Linked DNA regions of Mus musculus: region 1 is linked to region 2. A link is a contact called in public HiChIP or PLAC-seq data. All regions are on one chromosome and are shown on one strand. Each heading gives the region's core, a stretch centred on a gene start, on an enhancer-like site or on the middle of the called end of the contact. The rest is flanking DNA. Distances are from core to core; before and after follow the strand shown.

Region 1 (5,357 bases), core at 2,269-4,768, 890 kb before region 2:
TTGAGTCCCAGTGTGTACTGGCTCACAATCATCTGTTAACTACAGTTCCAGGTATCCAATGCCTGTTTCTGACCCCTGGGGGGACCAGGCATAAACATGGTGCATATACACAATTGCAGGCATAACAAATATATGCATAAACTATAAATAAATATAAAAAACTATTTAAATACATAAAATCAAGAGACAAAGGAAAGGAACATACATTAATACTTGAGAGACTTGTAACTCCACTTCCATTAAAAATTAAACAAAATAAACCACAGAAAGGGGTGTATTTATGGCGTATGCCTGCAATCCCACCAGAGAAGCTGAGGTTAGAAAACTGCTGTATGTTTGAGTCCAGCCTGAGCTACACACTAAGTCCCTGCCTCAAAAACTCCAAAGCAACCAATCAGCCGTTTTGTTGTTTGAGTGAAAAGAAACCTCAGCACGCCAGGCTAGTTATGGCCCGTGCTTTAATCCCAGCCCCGGAGGCAGAGGCAGGAATTCCAGGGCAGCCAGACCAGGGTTACCCCTGTGCCCCTTTCTGTAGGGTGCAAACATCACTCTTTGTCCTTCAGCTTTCTTGTCACAAACTCTCCTCCTTAAGTCCTTACATGCCTATAGACCTTCAGAAATGAAGCCAGTCCAATACTTCCTGTGCTTTCTGTCATATTCTCTAGCAGGAAATGCTTATTTCCCTTACAGTAAGTCCCTTAGTAGCCAATGGCCACAGACAAAATGTGGATTATAAGTCTGAGAAAACAAGCGTATGTGCTGCACAACCTTTGTTGATACAAGTAAAACTGCACAGTCTAAAGTGCGATCCAAAATACAACTATGACGGAACTATCTTAGGTTTTTTCTTAATTGGTTTTTAAAGATTATTTTACACGCCTGAATGTTTTAACTGCATGGATGTGTGTGCCTATAGCAGAGGAGGATAGAGGAGGATATAGGATACCTTGGAATTGGAGTTATGGATGTCTGTGAGCCACCATGTAGGTGCTGGGACCCAAACCTGGGTCCTCTATAAAGGGCACTACCGAGTCATCTTCTCAGCTTCATTTATGTGTGTATGTACATGTATCTGTGAGTGCATGCTTGTGTTTGTGTGCTCAGTCATGTTCTCAGGAACCGAGGAGACATTAGATCCCATGGAACTGGAGCTACAGGTGTGTGTGAGCCATCTGATATAGTGCTGAGATCTTGAGCTCTGGTTTGAGTCATTGAGCAACAAGCACTCTTGACTACTGAGCTATCTCTCCGGGCCGTTAGGTAGCCTTTTAACGCTGTGTAACCTCCCAGAGCTGACTAGATGATGGGCCTAGATTTGAATGAGGTATTAGGGAACAGGAAGCACCTTTTCCAGTGTCCTGGGCCCACACCAATGCATTTTCCTTTAAGTGTGTGACACACTAAATGAAGGGTTTAAAAGCTGAAAAACGCCCTACAAGATGATATAGTGTAGAAACTTGTATTTTGTTTTTAACTATACGATAATGTCTTCAAAATAAAACATTTGTAGAAATCTGGGGGATGGAGCACAAGCCCATTACACCAGCACTAGGGAAGCTGGGCAGGGGACTGCCCTGAGTCTGAAGATAGAATAGCTTGAGTGCTCAGCCATTCTGGCTACACAGAGATACTCTGATTCAACTTTACAACAATAACAACAACAACAAAAACATTTATGCACAAACTCTTAGAAGAAAGTTTTTTTCCTAAGACAAACCGGCAGAGTAGTTATAAAACAATGACCTAAGTCAGACTACTCTTCCTATTACAGGTAAAGAAACAAAGGACTCCAAGTGTTAAGTATCTTGTCCTAAGTAATCAAAGTATTAAAGATGTTTAAGAGAAACTACAGATTGTTAAGCAGTTAGTCCTAGAACTAGGGGGTTACTAATAAGGTATCAAATTCTTTCAAATAAAACTGTATTTTTTAAATTCTTTTTCTTTTTTTAAACTCCATGTCTTTATACAAAATTGAGGTTGATTAGAATTCAACTGTCTGAGGGCTGGAGAGATGGCTCAATGGTTAAGAGGCCTGGCTGCTTTTATAGAGGACCCAGGTTCAATTCTGCACCCATATGGTGGCTCACGGCTGTCTGTAACTCCAGTTCCAGAGGATTTGACATCCTCTTCTGGCCTCTGTGGGGACCCTTTGGGAGGCAAATCACCCATACACATAAAATAAAAATAAACCTTAAAAAAAAAAAAAAGACATCAACTGTCTAGTGTGAGATCACTTGCAATAAAAATAGTTTAAGAAAATACTGCTTCTGATGACAAGGAAAACAACACCATGTCTTCCCATTTACTTACTATAGTCTCCAAATAGCCCATTCTATCTAAACAAACCTTTTCTCTTACCTGTGAATTTGGCTGGAATGCAGCATGGGGTGTTGAGTGTTTTTGTAAATTTTCTAGCATTAGAGCCTGGTATAAAGAAGAGCAAAAATCAGAAACCGGGAGGGGGAACAAAAACGCAATCCAGGTCTCTACCTCTCCCACAGCCTTCTCATTCAATTACTTAAATATACATTTATACTATATTCCTTTCACCGAGACTAAAAGCCCTTTATTAATACTGTTCTCATTCATCTTCATAAGTCTCTTAAAGGTAGCCATGGTTACTGCTCCCAAATGTAAAACACAGGCACACAAAGAATCAGTGACCTGGCTATGTCACAAAAATCAGCAAAAATGACAGAATCGGAACTAGAATCTCTATTATTGTCTGCAATTTTGACTAGGAGCCACTTCTAAATCCGGTAATACAGGCAAAAAAAAAATTCCAAGTACTCAGAACAAGTTTCAAATCACATAAAACCAACAAGAGGCTAATTTGGATTTGACTATTATTTGATTAGTTTTTCAGAACTACAACTACTTAACTGAACTTGCACAACTTCCAGCAGTGTAACACCCGGACAAATAAAATGTATTAAAAATTTCACAGGGAAACTAACCACAGACCTTGTAACCAGTGGTCTGACCTAATCCACACCCACCCACAAACTGTCAGCTTCGGGATAAGCAACGGTCTGTCAACTCAAACCCTGAACTGACCCAGAGTCCCCATCAGTATTACGAGTCACGTATGCTAATGAACTCTAATAACACTAGTTCAGCTCACCTTCTTTCCCTCCATTTACACCAAAGCGATACACAGTATGTGTACCTCCCGACAAGCTCACCCTCACTACTCAAACCGACACAAAATCCCCAGCCTAAAGTAATCTGTCTCACCTCTCGTACCAATAGCCACCAAATACTTATCCAGACTGCTGCTCGATTCCCTATAAATTAGACAGCCGTCTCTGACCAAGTCTTTCTATCAAGGTTTCCTTTCACTTAATCTAGTCGAGCGGACATTTTTTACCCTATCACAAATGTCCTATTGCAGACATAGACAGCAACCCCATCCGCCCAACTGTATCCCTAACTCGGACCCAGCCCTGCTCGCCCCCTTAAGGCCAGCCACACCGGTGGTTGTAGAGGGATTTAACTCCTTCTGCAGCGCATGCGCCGACAACACAGACACAAACAAGGAGGGGGTGGGGGAAGAAGGAAGGAGCTTAAGACACTCCGGGAGAGTAGCGCGCACCCTCCCATTTTGGGCTCGCGCCGCTGCCGTTAAGGCGGGAACCGGCGTTATCTCTATCCCAGCGCCAGCCACACCAACCACCGTGCGCGTGGATCTGCAGGCTCGCGCTGGCGGCCTGAGAGAGCTCGCGCCGAGCCCGGACACTGCGCCTGCGCCGCGGCGGAGACTCGTCTCTACCGGGTCCGCTCCCCTCCGACACCTCGGCAACGCTGACTTCTCACCCCTTTGAGCCGCTTGACCAGGGCACTCTTCTGCCCGCTCTTGGCTAGGCCTCGCTGCTCCAGTGCGGCCTTCAGGTCGGTCACCCGCAGAGCCTGAAGAGGCTTCCCGTCCAGAGTCACCTCCTCCAGCTCCGCCATCTTGCGTGAGGTACTCGGGTCCGTCCCGACGGCTTCGGGCATCTTCGGTAATTTCCGCCAACGCCCTTCGAACGGACCGGATTGGCCCCGCCCACTGCCATAGTCTACCCCTCTATTACCGCTCAGAATTCCCCGGGTTTCTCCGGAGCTGTTCGGTCGTTTCCGTCCCCACATCGGTACCAATCGGCTTTTTCCATCTACCTAGCGGCTGGCCCCTCCCATCTGGCTTTCAGGCTCGTTTGTTTTCGGCTTGCCGGGGCTTTGAATCGAATCTCTTCGGAAGCCCTCGAATCTGGCATACCCATAATCGGAGATATTCGGCTATCTCCGGACCTGGGGGCCGGGGCGCTGGGGCACTTGGGTATTTGGGGCTGGTTCCGGACCGGAAGTGCGTGGGTTACTGGGGGCTGGCTCTGCTTCGGGTTTTCAGGAAACATGGAAGAGGCTCGGAGAGTTGGAGCAGGAGCTGAAGGACTCTTGTGATCTCTGGGCGTCTTCCAAGGGGAAAAGGAAGGTAAGAGGAAAAGAAGTCTCTCCTAGGCCAGATGAGACTTGGTGTCTGCAGGTTTTTGGGGACCCCTCCTGCTTCCATCTTCTATATCCCGGCCATTCTGTGTAAGAAATACTTTGTCCTGTGGGGCTAAGGAATGAGAGACCTGCGGCTTCCTACGTGGGAAAAAGAAAAATCAGGTCTTTTGAGTTTATTAATGACAATAACCATGGAAGCCATGTAGCAAGACCCTGGGTTAAAAATTACCTTTCTCTGAAAAAGAGAAGTTTTAGGAGAAACTTCTCCCTGTAGAGCCACTTTGAAACTGGCAGTCACCCTGAACCGGGACTTAGAACTTACGTTTAGGGATTCTATTCTTTGTCGATACAAATCTTCCAACTTGAAGAGGTAGGAACAGCAGTAGTAATTACGGTCATAGAGAGGTGAAGGTTTTCGTTGTTGGAGAAACAAACTGTAGGACGGAAACATTTTGGAATAAGTTGGCTTACATTTGCACACATAATGCAAAGTCAGTGGCACTTGCAGGTATAAACCATTAAGGAAAACTGTTCAGAGATGTGCATCAATAGCACACTTTTTAGGCCAAGTCAAGAAAGCAAAGGCATTTTTTTTTTCAGAACCTGAAAAAAGTTAGTGTGGCTTCTGATTTTCTGCTACCTTATTTGAGACAAGACTTAGCCTGCTCTAAAGTTTACTGGTGTGGTACAGAATTTAATAAGGGGGTCATAGAACATAAATTTTTTAAAACAGATTTCAGAGACTGTGTACGCATTGCACAGAGGGTTCTTGCATCATGTCTCTCCAACACACACACACTTGTGTAACTGTGGAACAAACTGTTAGGGCCAGTTGCTTGTACCAAAGTTTAAAAAGCTGCACACTTTAATTTTAG
Region 2 (5,165 bases), core at 1,072-3,571:
CCTGCAAGGAGAAGGGCAACATTGAAATGATAGGGGTTATAAAAAAAAAAAAAAACCTAATGGATAATGTATGGGACACAGGTCAGGATGGGGAGATCGGACACTGGGGATCTCAACTAGCTTTTCCACTTCCTGTCCACAGAAAGTTTGTGAATTCAGCATGGGGCTGGACATGCACCTTCCTGGGGGGCTTTGTGCTGCTGGTGGTGTTCCTGGCTACACGACGTGTAGCAGTGACTGCCAGGCACCTGAGCCGACTGGTGGTGGGGGCAGCTGTATGGCGGGGGGCCGGACGTGCCTTCCTACTCATCGAGGACCTGACGGGTTCCTGCTTCGAGCCTCTGCCCCAGGGCCTATTGCTGCATGAGCTGCCCGACCGCAAGAGTTGCCTGGCAGCCGGCCACCAGTGGAGGGGCTACACTGTCTCCTCCCACACCTTCCTCCTCACCTTCTGCTGCCTCCTCATGGCTGAGGAAGCCGCTGTGTTTGCCAAGTACCTGGCCCATGGGCTACCAGCTGGCGCCCCACTGCGTCTTGTTTTCCTACTCAATGTGCTGCTGCTGGGCCTCTGGAACTTCCTGCTGCTCTGCACGGTCATCTATTTCCATCAATATACCCACAAGGTGGTGGGTGCGGCAGTAGGCACGTTTGCCTGGTACCTTACCTATGGCAGCTGGTACCATCAACCCTGGTCCCCTGGGATCCCAGGCCACGGGCTCTTCCCTCGATCCCGCTCAATGCGCAAACATAACTGAAAGAAATAAAAGCATACCAGGCCTGGCTCTGTCTCCTCCGATTCTTTTCGGGACGAGAGAGAGAATGGGAAGGGTAAGATGCTCAAGTTCCTTCCTCATCATTTCTTGAAGTTGCTGACCTGTGTTTTCCTGTACGTGACTTCCATCCTGTTGGTTTCCGGGTCTTTCGGGGGCTGTGATGTCGAGGGACGGTACCACTAAAGCAGCCTTTAGATGCACCAGCTTCCCTCTGCGGATGCCAGGGCTACACAGAAAAACCTGGTCTCGGGAAAGAAAAAGTTGGAAAAATATTTCTGGATGTGTGAAAATTACATGAAACTCAAAATCTCCAATCCATAAGTTAATAATTCATTTATTTATTTTATTTTATTTTTGGTTTTTCCAGACAGGGTTTCTCTGTGTAGCCCTGGCTGTCCTGGAACTCACTCTGTAGACCAGGCTGGCCTCGAACTCAGAAATCTGCCTGCCTTTGCCTCCCAAGTGCTGGGACTAAAGGCGTGTGCCACTACACCGGGCAGTTCTATTGAAAGTCATCTGCACTAATTAATTTCGTGAGCTGCTTTCCTTTCAGGGTTATTACTATTCTGATTTTATACACACACACACACACACACACACACATATATATATATACACACACATATTTGTATATACATACATACACATAATTACTATATTACTACCCGCATATTAACACTTCCCAAAACTAAATAGCTATCACTAAGCCCTTGCAGAAAGTTTGCCTGGCTCCTGTTTAAACCATTGTATTATCCTGACTCAAAAACAAAACAAATGACAACAACAAAAATGGCTGGTATCAGAGTCACAGGTGCCAGTGGCCGTACTGAGCGGGGAAAGTACTTTCTGAAAAATGGTGGCGGAACATTTGAAGAATGATGGCAGAACATTCTCTCAGAAAAATTGACATCCAAGCTGAGAACTGGGTGAGGACATTAAGGGGAAGAGTGTTGCAGATTTCTCAAGGGCAGAGTCCTTGGAGCTGAATAAACACTGCCTACAAGTATTTGCTTGTGTAATGAATGAGTGTGGAAAGCAATGGACTTGAAGAGGATTGTGAAAGAAAAGTCTTTATGGATTTTATCATAGAGGCCTGAGTCCCTGCTGTGGGGGAGTGGTTTATTGGGGAATAGAGGGTGCCACAATGGCTTTGTGCAGAGCTGATTGACTCTTGTATAAGGATGGTGCCAGCATCTCCGCATAATCGTCTGGTGGGCGGGAGTATATTAGGCAGGGGACCACGCTGGGAAGACGAAGAGAGACCAGATCATACTCCAGATCATTAAGGATTTTAAACCCCCATGTAAGGCTTATTTATTGCCCTGGCCCTAGCAGAAGCAGGGGGTGCCGGGAAATGGCAGGCGAGGATGGGAAGGGGCAGGGGTGCTGGCGTTGGTTGGGAGGCGGGCCTGGCTGCCAAACGGAGAGACCCGAGCGCCGGGCGGAAACGCTACTCCGGCTGCTGGCGGAGCCCCCGCCTCTCAGTAGGCTGTCCCCGCCTCCTCCAGTCCCTCCACTCCCCAAACCCAGGAAGGCCGTGCAGGTTTCGAGCTGTGCTTTCGCTTTCCCTTCCCGCTGCCCACCCCAGGTTCCTCGTGCGGCGCTCACCACCACCCCCCGGCTCTGGCCATGGCCACACTGAGGGTCCATCCCGAAGCCCAAGCCAAGGTGAGCGTTGCGGGTTCGAGTGGGGAGTAGAGGCTTTAGAGAGGCGTGGTTCAGAGCAGACCAGAGCTCTGGGGGAGCCCACTTCCTAGCCCCCCTCACCTGAGTGGGGGTTGGGGGGGTTCTGCTCCCTAGCTACTGCCAGAAGCACCTGATCCCTTGGGAGTAGGTGAGGCGGCTGTGGTCCAGTGGGGTGAAATGGAGCCTAGAAGCTAGTGTGAAGTCTGCTGGCTTGGGGCCAGGGCTACACACAGAGACCTTGAGAGGGACTTGCCCTAGCCACCTCAGACTTTCCCTCGGAAAGGGCACGCACCTGCACTCTCTCTGCCCACTGTCTTAGGGTTCTGTTTGGTTTGAGACAGGGTCCCTCTATTATGTAGCTCTGGCTTTCCTGAAACTGGATATGTAGACCAGGCTGGCCTTGAACTCAGAGTTCCACCTGTCTGTACCTCTGGAGTGCTAGGATTAAAGGCCTGTGGTACCACGCCTGGCCACAGGGCTCTCTTATCGCCTCTTGCACAACTCTGGTGACCCAGAAATAAATAAATATATATATACATACACACACACACATACATATATATTTTTTGATTGTTTTGTTTTTCGAGACAGGGTTTCTCTGTGTAGCCCTGGCTGTCCTAGAACTCACTTTGTAGACCAGGCTGGCCTTGAACTCAGAAATCCACCTGCCTCTGCCTCCTGAGTGCTGGGATTAAAGGCGTGTGCCATCACACCCAGCTTGCCCAGAAATATTCTTATCCCCAAATTCAGCCTCCCTTGGGGATCCATTGAACTCTTCCCTGATTCAGGTGTGCTGAAAACTACCATACCACCCCAGGCCACCCTATATAGGGACCCATCTGACTTTCTTCAGATGTGGCTTCTCTATTCCCCAAGTCAGCCCCTACACCTAAAGGGAACTGTCCTCAAAAGAACTAGCCTTAAAGCTAGGTTTCTGAAGGGTTGCCTATCTATACCCTACAGGTGGATGTGTTCCGTGAAGACCTGTGTAGCAAGGTAAGACCTAACTCATCAGGGACCCCACCCCCACCCAGCTCCCCCAACTCTGGCCTCCCTCGCTGGGCAGTGTGAGCCCTTACATCACTGCCTTGGAAAGGGTGTTTGCTTCTGACCCTGTCCTCCTCCACTGTCTTACCCAGACAGAGAACCTGCTTGGGAGCTATTTTCCCAAGAAAATCTCAGAGTTGGATGCGTTCTTAAAGGTACTCGGGGGCTCCCCAGGCAAGGACTCAAGAGGAGCCCAGGGATGGGGGTGGGGTGAGATGAGAGGAACACCCTCATCTCCAGCCGTACCACTAGGAGCCAGCTCTCAATGAAGCCAACCTGAGCAATCTGAAGGCTCCATTGGACATCCCAGTACCCGATCCAGTCAAAGAGAAAGAGAAGGAGGAGCGGAAGAAGCAACAGGAGGCAAGCTGGGAGACCTGGGAGGTGGGCCAGCCATAGAGAGCATCAGCCTCAGTCCTGTCTTCCTCCCTACAGAAGGAAGAGAAGGAAGAGAAGAAGAAAGGGGACGAAGACGACAAAGGTACGGGGAAGCGAGGTGCTGGGAAGACACTGGTGACCCAGAGCTTCCAGGCTGCGGTTCTGCTTTCCCCTTTCCAAACTTCGCACGCCCAGTCATTCCCTGACCCACTGCGCGCTCTCTAGGTCCCCCCTGTGGCCCAGTCATTCCCTGACCCACTGCGCGCTCTCCAGGTCCCCCCTGTGGCCCAGTGAACTGCAATGAGAAGATTGTGGTCCTCCTGCAACGCCTAAAACCTGAGATCAAGGATGTCACTGAGCAACTCAATCTGGTGAGCTCTTCCGCCTTCGTCTCGGCTCCAGGCAGTGTCCTCAATGGTCCGGGCCAGGGCTCAATGTGGGCAGACGAGGGAAGACTGGGAACCTGGGAGTCGGGGTATGTATATGGAGGGGAAGGAAGGATGTGGTGATAAAGCCAAGACGCGTTCTTTGCTCCAAGGTCACTACCTGGTTGCAGCTACAGATACCTCGGATAGAGGATGGGAATAATTTTGGCGTGGCTGTCCAGGTAAGAGCACTGTCCCCTCAATCTACAGCCCTACTGTGCAACCAGCCTGAGCTTCCCCAGCTCTCCACTTTCTTCCTCAGGAAAAGGTGTTTGAGCTGATGACCAACCTTCACACCAAGCTGGAAGGCTTCCACACGCAGATCTCCAAGTGAGTGGCCTCATCACAACACCCTCAGCGCACTCTGCTTTGGGGACAGGCCCGGGGCGCCCGCCTTCTCTTTCCACTCTCTACATACTACTTCCACTTTCCACAGGTACTTCTCCGAGAGGGGTGACGCCGTGGCCAAAGCAGCCAAGCAGCCCCACGTGGTAGGTGAGGCCCAGGTCAGGCTGCTCCCGGGGAAGACAGATTTCAAGTCAGGGCTAACTGTTGAGTTTCTAACTGCAGGGTGACTATCGGCAGCTGGTGCACGAGCTGGACGAGGCGGAGTACCAGGAGATCCGTCTGATGGTCATGGAGATCCGAAATGCTTATGTGAGGAAGGGGGAGGAGGGCGGGGGTGGACAGAAGCACCTTCCCCAGACCATCAAATTTCTGACCAAGCAGTCTTGGGGTGGAGGATGACAACAGCTAAAAATGGGATACAGAACTACCGGGGGGCCCGTGGCTGACCTCCACCACTCTGTGCTCCGATAGGCTGTGTTATATGACATCATCCTGAAGAACTTTGAGA

Evidence for each region. HiChIP or PLAC-seq counts read pairs in DNA pulled down with a chosen protein or histone mark.
Region 1: an H3K4me3 HiChIP or PLAC-seq map of bone marrow-derived macrophages shows a contact between it and region 2, with 5 times the contacts expected there. The contact joins the promoter of 1700123O20Rik here to the promoter of Psme1 in region 2. A contact is called at or near these places in 3 of 39 promoter capture datasets (the 3T3-L1 cell line, the C10 cell line and embryonic stem cells), 1 of 115 datasets of contacts at active chromatin or transcription factors (bone marrow-derived macrophages) and 1 of 9 other capture datasets (liver).

The regions. Positions count from the first base shown.
Region 1 is chr14:54,682,653-54,688,009 of GRCm38.p6, forward strand. 1700123O20Rik (RIKEN cDNA 1700123O20 gene) reads left to right here and starts at 3,519. Exons shown (of 2, transcript NM_021437.2): 1 at 3,519-4,468. Acin1 (apoptotic chromatin condensation inducer 1) reads right to left here and starts at 4,279. Exons shown (of 19, transcript NM_023190.3): 1 at 3,817-4,279; 2 at 2,359-2,424. The coding sequence starts at 4,128.
Region 2 is chr14:55,576,173-55,581,337 of GRCm38.p6, forward strand. Psme1 (proteasome (prosome, macropain) activator subunit 1 (PA28 alpha)) reads left to right here and starts at 2,322. Exons shown (of 11, transcript NM_011189.1): 1 at 2,322-2,441; 2 at 3,423-3,455; 3 at 3,599-3,661; 4 at 3,759-3,869; 5 at 3,942-3,987; 6 at 4,158-4,255; 7 at 4,423-4,491; 8 at 4,572-4,639; 9 at 4,746-4,800; 10 at 4,880-4,966; 11 at 5,129-5,165. The coding sequence starts at 2,403. Fitm1 (fat storage-inducing transmembrane protein 1) reads left to right here. Exons shown (of 2, transcript NM_026808.1): 2 at 143-780. The coding sequence ends at 755.